Linked DNA regions of Arachis hypogaea: region 2 is linked to region 1. The links are chromatin contacts, called in public Hi-C maps. All regions are on one chromosome and are shown on one strand. The core of a region is the stretch at or near the end of the contact, and the rest is flanking DNA. Distances in the headings are between cores, read along the strand shown.

Region 1 (4,130 bases), core at 463-2,962:
ATCATAGATTATATGATGTTCCCTCTCCTTATTAGAACTTTTTTTTGCTATGGGGCCAGGATTTGAGAGAACCCAAAAGCAAGAGACATTCATAACAGAAAAAAGAAACATTCATATTATTATAAATTGTTCTCTTTGGACAATGGGGTTATGAGATCCAATCAAAACATGTTCTATTGGTAGTGTGGACTTTTGATATATACCATAAATATATGAGGGGTGCAATTCACATTATTGTTACAACTTTAATTTGATTTTATTTTGATCACATAATATAATTTATACTTTATAGGATGAGTAGTCAAACTCTAAGTTATATATAATCCAAAAACATAGGACAAAACCTGAAAAAGAATTGCATGTTTTACTGAAAATGTTTTTGTTTCATATCATTCCTGTATCATATATGTTACCTCACATAATCAATATGAAGCAATAATCAATATATATAATCAAAGTATCCTTGTGTATGGAAATTATATTAATCAGGTTAGTTGAAATTCTTATATAATAAAAGAATTTTAGACAAAATAAAACATTATTTTTGCTTAAAGACATCAATACTTATTTATTTAAATAATTTCACAATTATTTTTTTTAAGTAATAACTGTTTTGGTTTAATAGTAAGGGATTTGAGTAATATTGTAAAAAATAAGTTGTTTCGATCTACTTTTTCATTAGTCATGAACATATATGTATATACATCTTTTAATATGAAATTATATCAAATTTTTTCTATTTTAAACGACATAATTTACTATCTTAATAAATTAGAATGCATCATTTTCTATCATAATAATAAATATACACGAGAGTACTCTTTGAGTATTGTATCTATGTTTAATTATAAAAATATTATATCAATAATTATCCATTAATATCCCCTCAAGGTAGAGCATGCAAGTCTTCAATGTCCATTTTGATCAATATTGTCTTAAACTTTTTGGCATCAAGAATTTTAGTAAAAAGGTCGGCCAATTGAATTGTGAGTGGGAACATAAGATGAAAAGAGGTTGGTGCACGATCTCATCCCGAATAAGATGACAGTTTATTTCAATATGCTTCCTGCGCGTTCATAAAATACATGATTTTTCTTGACGGTCGCAATAGAGACGAGTATTTTTCTTGACTGTCACAATAGAGACAAATGGAGACATGATGAGGGACGTATGAAGATGACAATATATTTTTAATGCACTTCAATTCTTTTGTTGTCCGAGTCATTCAACGACGTGCAGCCTTAATCGAGGAAGTAGACACTGTCTATTATTTCTGAATTTTCAAAAATATTGGTAAGTTAACAAGTTGGATGAATCAGTCTATGATTAATTTGCGAGTGAATGGACAACTAATCCAATTAGAGTCACGAAATGCGACGGCAAAACGCCGAAGAGGAAGTTCGGAAGGTTCTAAAATCCTATTTAGGACGAAATCGAACATGATGAAAAACTCATAATCGGGCGTTGACAACGACGTCTCAGATCGTTTATGTCATCAATGATCTTCCACGACAGACAGAGGAACATAATCTGATCGAGAATAAAAGGGTTTCAACAGCGAAATCGACGAACATAATCGGTCGTCTTCCGCAAGAAAATCTCTCAGAAAATCTCTCCAAAAGGTCGGAACCAGATGGTCGCAAACATTACAGGCGGAGAAGAGAGTGTTTAACTGGAGGTTATGTTTGAGTCCATTGGTTAGGACAAAATCGAACCAGCACTTGATCCATAACCATAGAGGAATAGTTCAAGAAACTGGTGCATCCGTGGGAGGTGGGGCCAGGAAATTAGATTTATCTCGACGGCGTAGTTTAGCTGCAGTCGATCTAAGAAGCTTGTGGATTTCGGAAGAGTGGCTCACAACCATTGATTTCTTTTAGGACTCGCTAGCTAGAAAATAAATTATTTCAACTTGTTTTTTTATTAGTAATATATATATATATATATATATATATATATATATGATATAAAATTATATCAATTTTTTTGTTTTAAAAGACATATTTTATGATCCTAATAAATTAAAATGTATTTTTTTAGTAATAAATATACACAAGAGTACTTTTTAAGTACTGTGTCTATACTTAATTATAGAAATATTATATAAATAGTCATGTAAAAAAAAACCAAAAAAGAAGAAATAATACAATTGAATAAATTTCAGTAGAGCAATGCTAGGGGTCAGCAATTTTTGTGATTGTTAGTTATCAATTAGCCATCAATGATGATTTGATGGTGTGAGATTGGTATGAAATTTCATCCAATGACTCACCTTTCTCTACTAGTTACATGCTGGCCAAAATTCAATAAAACTGTTGGCCCTAGATTTTTCCATTTCAGTAAGTAGTTTTCTGTTGTAATAAATACATCGAGTTTACTATTTTTCTTCCCAATTAATAACGGGCAATCTTGATTCTAACCATTTATATTCATATTTATTTATTTTTGAGGGTCAACCAATCACTTTTTGTTTTTGTCATAAACCAATTACCTTTTATTAAGAGTCTTATTTTATGAGACTATTATTTATTTAGAGGTATCAGCTTAAGCCCAACTACAAATTGGACTAAGTACGTTTTCATCCAAATTATTAGCTGGAGTTATTACCAAAAATAATTATTAGCTGTAGTTTAAAAATAAACTATATTTCGAGACAAAAAAAAATTATATTTGTAATTGAGACTTAATTTGAGAGTTGTCCAATTTATTTGATAAAAAAAAATTTATACTTATGCTGTAAGATTCATTTTGAATCGAAGATGGATCATCAGAAATATTTAACAAATAAATTTCACTAATTTATATGTGTAAACTCTAAAAAAATATAAGTGAAAATTATATTGATTTATGTGTATAAAATTCTAATAAATATATGTAAATTATATTTTTTTTTTGTGTAAAACATCTATAAATATAGATATAAATTATTATTAATCAAGTACTGACAAAAATAATAACATTTGTTAGTTATGTTGGATTGTTCGATGGATCAATCTAAAATCTTAACATCAATCTAACACCTCAAAAATGAATTTGTCCTTTAGATAGTTGCAATCTCATTATAAACAACTAGAGTGTAGAATAGTGTAAGAGAAACTAGACTAATTTAATTAAGTCATGTATCTGCTATGATGTATATCACCATTATCTTTGAGCTTCATTTTAAACTTGATCGTACTATTGGAATTCTAGCTTCTTCGGTATTCTCCTACAAGACCAAGTTGGTGGACTTCAAATCTTTTATGAAAACCATTAGAGTAATACAAATTGTTTTATCAAGTTATGAATAAAAGAGTTTAAGAGGATCAATTTTCACTAAGCTGATTGCATACGGAATATTTATTCAATTCTAAGATACCATTTAAGATGACAATGTCAATAATTTTATTTTTTATATGTTTTAAAAAATTTGTAAAACCTTGTTATTTACTGTTTTTATTGGGCTCTGTTGTGACTTCTTGATTTTGAATTTGTTTTTTCTTTTTTTGTTTGTTGTTTTTAGATGTCTGAAAATTAGGTGCTAATCACAACTATCATAGACTTAGTTTTGAGACAATGAATTGAGAAAGATAATTATGGACAACGCTAGTGAACATTGACTTCAACTCAATGAACTCAATCAACCATAATTTATTTGTTATTTATATACCCTAATTTGCTGTATCTAGTTTTAATAGTATTAAGTTGAGATAGTTAATTACTTGTTGCAATTTATGTTATTTGATATTAGTTTTTTTTGTCTATTTCATCGAATTGTTTAACAATAATTGGATTATATGTAACAATGCTCGAAATTTGGATACGAAGAAAACTAGATATAAAAGCCTATACACAATCTTGTCACTCAATCAAACTATATATAACTAACTCAATACAACCTTGTATATGATCTATTGTTGATGGTTTATAATCCTTTCTATATATGGAAGGATGCTCATCTTTTTTGTAATCAGTGAGCCTATTATGGGTTAGTTTTGTTGCCCTCCTCTGAAGAAATGTCTTAGAATTTTGAATCAAAGTCATGCGTGCAAGTTCAAAATCTTAATTAAGGTTGTCAAACTCTCAAATGAGCCAATAAACTCTCGTAATTTAGAGTTTACAAACTGAGTTTTGATCTCGTAATTTAGAGT
Region 2 (4,130 bases), core at 897-3,396, 48 kb before region 1:
GGTAAGGATGAATATACTCTTCTATGTCGCCACCGTTGAGGACGAAGTTCTGGAAGAATGAGTGTGTAGGCAAAGGACAAGAGAGAAGGTTTTCAGAGAAGAAGCTTGGAGGGTCAGGGAGCTCCTCGTCTTCGGAGTCTGCTATTGGGAAATGAAAAGGTTGTTCATCATCTAACTGTGTTGTGTTTGCCATTATCTGCATCTGCATGCATGCAGTGACTTTGAATTCTAGTCTAAAATTTAGGCACCATAGCAGGAATATATATATAAGAGGGATATAACCCTGGAATGTGAATTAAGACTTGAGACTTTTAAGATCACTCTTTGCCTCTTCCTCTTCTTTAACACAGAAAAGATAACTTAGACCCATTTTAATTTAATTATACTATAATTACTCTTAAGTCAGCCTTTTGGATTTTCTATGTACTAATATCCTAATATTGTTAGTAATAATCACATCTGGGTAATTGGAGTATATTTACAAGAGTTTGGTGGCATCTTAAAAGTTGTTTTATTTTTTATAATTATTATTTTTTTTTTACCAAAGATAGGAGACTCGAACCCACAACCTCTTAATTGAGTATGGAAAAATTATGCTATTTGAACTATTACTCATTGACATCTTAAAAATTATTTGATGAAAGGTTTTTGTTAACATGTATTTCATTTAATTTTTTACGAAAATAATAATTAAAAATTATTAAATAATTTTATATGTTTAGCTAAATTTTTATTTATTATTTTTATATGAAAGTAATTTTATATAAATAGTTACTTTCTAAAAGTATCTTACAAATTCCATATTATTATACTACTAAAATATGCTTTTAGAATATGAAATAATTAATAAATTCTTAGTCAAATTTAAACTGTCAAAAATATCTTTTTCTTTTTTAATTTTTATAAAAAGCCTCATTTTTTTTGTTAAAACTAACTAAACAGATAACTTATTTGATCACATAATTTGGTGCATTTTAATATAATTATCATACTATTGTTACAGATTATACAAGTGTTGTTAAAATTAAAGTTTTTTTTAAATATTTTAGTAATTTTTTTAAAGAACGTTTTTTAAAAAGTGTTCTTTAACAATAAAAAAATATTATTTTAATTTAAAGAACACTTTTTAAAATACCATATTCATGCAGTAACCATAACATAATCATACTAACATTATTCTTATAATTTATATTCTCTATCTTAATTATATGTGAAAATTATATGTATATGTAAAATTATATAATATTACTATAAATTAAAAGTATAAAATTCATAATATATTATTAATATAAATAATAAGTAATATATATAATTGAGTCAATTTACGAGCTAACGAACTCAGTTTAGCTAAGTTTAATCTCGACTCATTTAATATATGAACTCAAATTTAGAATTAAGTTTATCTCACAAACTCATGAGTTCAATGTATTTAGATGTTAACAAATTGAATTTAAACTAAATCACGAATCGGCTTGATTCTTTTTGAGCTTACATAAGATAACTTTATGTTAATAATTATCATTTAAGAATATCTTAAAAAATTTATATTATTATACTACTAAAATATGTTTTTAGAATATAAAATAATTAAATTCTTACTGAAATTTAAAGTACTTATGATGCCATGAATATCTTATACCTTTTATAAGCCCATTTTTAAAAAAATAAAATAAAATAAATATATGAAATTTTATAAGAATATTTTTTAATTTTTTTAATTACTAAATTGAATCCAATATGCATCTATATTAAATAAAATATGTTGTTGGATTATTAGACTAAAAAAATTATATTATAGGAATTGAATTTATAACTAAATAATAATACAAATATTAAAATAACAAATTCTAATGGCTTCTAACCTTTCTTATTTATTAATTTTTTGAGACATTCGAAAATCATTATAAAAATATTTGACTAATCTAACTCGAGAAGTCTAATAAAAAAAAGCAAAAGTAGAGTTTAGAATTTGGAGTTGTCTCAACAAACTCTTAATTTTTCTTTCAAAACTCAACTAAAACTTGAGATACACTCCACCATTTATAGTATTCCAATAGAATAGTATCTCTTAACTTCCATTATCAAAGAAACTATAAAACCATTTCAAATGGCATTACCATTGTCACAGCATCATAAGCGGCAACAATGTCTCTGCAACACCCACATAATGCAGCTTCCTTCCTCTTCCCTCAAACTCATTCCACAGTCCTCCCTGATCCTTCCACCTTCTTCTCCTCAAACCTTACCTCTTCTCCATTGCCTACAAACTCTTTCTTCCAAAACTTTGCTCTCAAAAATGGCGACCAACCTGAATACATCCACCCTTACCTCATCAAATCATCATCCTCTTCTCTTTCTATCTCCTTCCCATCTCGCTTCTTCACCTCAGCTTTCATATACCAAGTCTTCATTGCTGATCTCACCATATCTACCTCTGAACATCACAATAATAACAACAATAACAAGCATGTTATCTCTTCCTACAGTGATCTCAGTGTAACTTTGGATATTCCTTCTAACAATCTTAGATTCTTTCTTGTCAGGGGAAGCCCTTATGTCACTGTTTCTATAACTCATCATAAACTGCTTTCCATAAAAACCATCCATGCCATACTTTCGTTTTCTTCCAATGATTCTCTTACTAAGTATACCATTAAGCTTAACAATGGCCAAACCTGGCTTATATACGCATCTTCGCCAATCAAATTTAGTCACACCCTCTCTCAGATTATTTCTGATGAGTTTTCTGGTGTAATTCGGATAGCAGTGTTGCCTGATGATTCAAGTTCTAATAAGTATGAGGAAATTCTTGACAGGTTCAGTTCTTGTTATCCGGTGTCTGGTGATGTTGCACTTAACACGGATTCATCTAGTGTTGAATATAATTGGGAGAAGAAAGGTGATGGTGATTTGTTAATGTTAGCACACCCTCTTCATCTTCTACTTTTGTCTAAGAGTGATGATGATTCTCACAATAATGTTACCATTCTTGATGATTTCAAGTATAGAAGCATTGATGGGGACCTTGTTGGTGTTATTGGAGATTCATGGTTATTGAAAACTGATCCTGTTTCTGTGAATTGGCATTCAAACAGAGGTGTCAAAGAAGAATCCTATGATGAAATCAAATCAGCTCTTTCTAAAGATGTTGAGGATCTAGATTCTTCTGCAATAACAACAACTTCATCTTACTTTTATGGGAAATTGATAGCAAGGGCAGCAAGGTTGGCTTTGATAGCTGAAGAAGTTGATTTTCTTGATGTGATTCCTGTGGTTAAGAAGTTCTTGAATGAAACCATTACTCCATGGCTAGATGGAACTTTCAATGGGAATGGATTTCTATATGATGAGAAATGGGGTGGAATTATTACCAAACAAGGTTCTACTGATTCAGGTGCTGATTTTGGTTTTGGAGTTTACAATGATCACCATTATCATTTGGGATACTTTCTCTATGGAATTGGAGTGCTTGCAAAGATTAATCCAAAATGGGGTAAGAAGTACAAGCCACAAGCCTATTCACTTATGTCAGATTTTATGAACTTAGGAGGAGGAAAAACAGAACATTATCATTCAACTTTGAATCATCATTATCATTACACACGTCTAAGGTGTTTTGATCTTTACAAATTGCATTCTTGGGCCGGAGGACTAACCGAATTCGCGGACGGAAGGAATCAAGAGAGCACAAGTGAAGCTATAAACGCATACTATTCAGCAGCATTGTTGGGTTTGGCATATAATGATACAGAACTTGTTTCATTAGGATCAACTCTTACAGCATTGGAAATTCATGCAGCTAAAATGTGGTGGCACGTGAATGGAGGAGATAGTAATATGTATGAAGAAGATTTTGTAAAAGAGAATAAGTTAATTGGGGTTCTATGGTCTAATAAGAGGGACAGTGGATTATGGTTTGCACCTCCTGTGTGGAAAGAGTGTAGGCTTGGGATTCAGCTTTTACCATTGACACCTGTTTCTGAATTCTTATTTTCTAACGAGAGTTTTGTGAAGGAGGTTGTGGAGTGGACAATGCCTGCTTTGGATAGAGAAGGTGTTGGAGAAGGGTGGAAGGGATTTGTGTATGCATTGGAAGGAGTTTATGATAATGAAAGTGCTTTGAAGAAGAT

Evidence for each region. Hi-C and Micro-C count contacts between places; a contact is called where the count stands out from the background.
Region 2: a Hi-C map of leaf shows a contact between it and region 1, with 2.0 times the contacts expected there. The contact joins the promoter of LOC112797994 here to the enhancer-like site in region 1. A contact is called at or near these places in 2 of 8 Hi-C or Micro-C datasets (both in leaf).

The regions. Positions count from the first base shown.
Region 1 is chr4:125,652,328-125,656,457 of arahy.Tifrunner.gnm2.J5K5, reverse strand. No RefSeq gene overlaps it. Among protein-coding and RNA genes, the nearest start is that of LOC112797991, 10 kb to the right of the region's middle. Within about 2 kb of position 1,712, at least 1 of the 3 cell types and tissues checked has open chromatin away from gene starts, as enhancers often do.
Region 2 is chr4:125,700,567-125,704,696 of arahy.Tifrunner.gnm2.J5K5, reverse strand. LOC112797994 (glucan endo-1,3-beta-D-glucosidase-like) reads left to right here and starts at 2,146. Exons shown (of 1, transcript XM_025841132.2): 1 at 2,146-4,130. The coding sequence starts at 2,146. LOC112795420 (glucan endo-1,3-beta-D-glucosidase-like) reads right to left here and starts at 193. Exons shown (of 3, transcript XM_025837351.1): 1 at 1-193. The coding sequence starts at 193.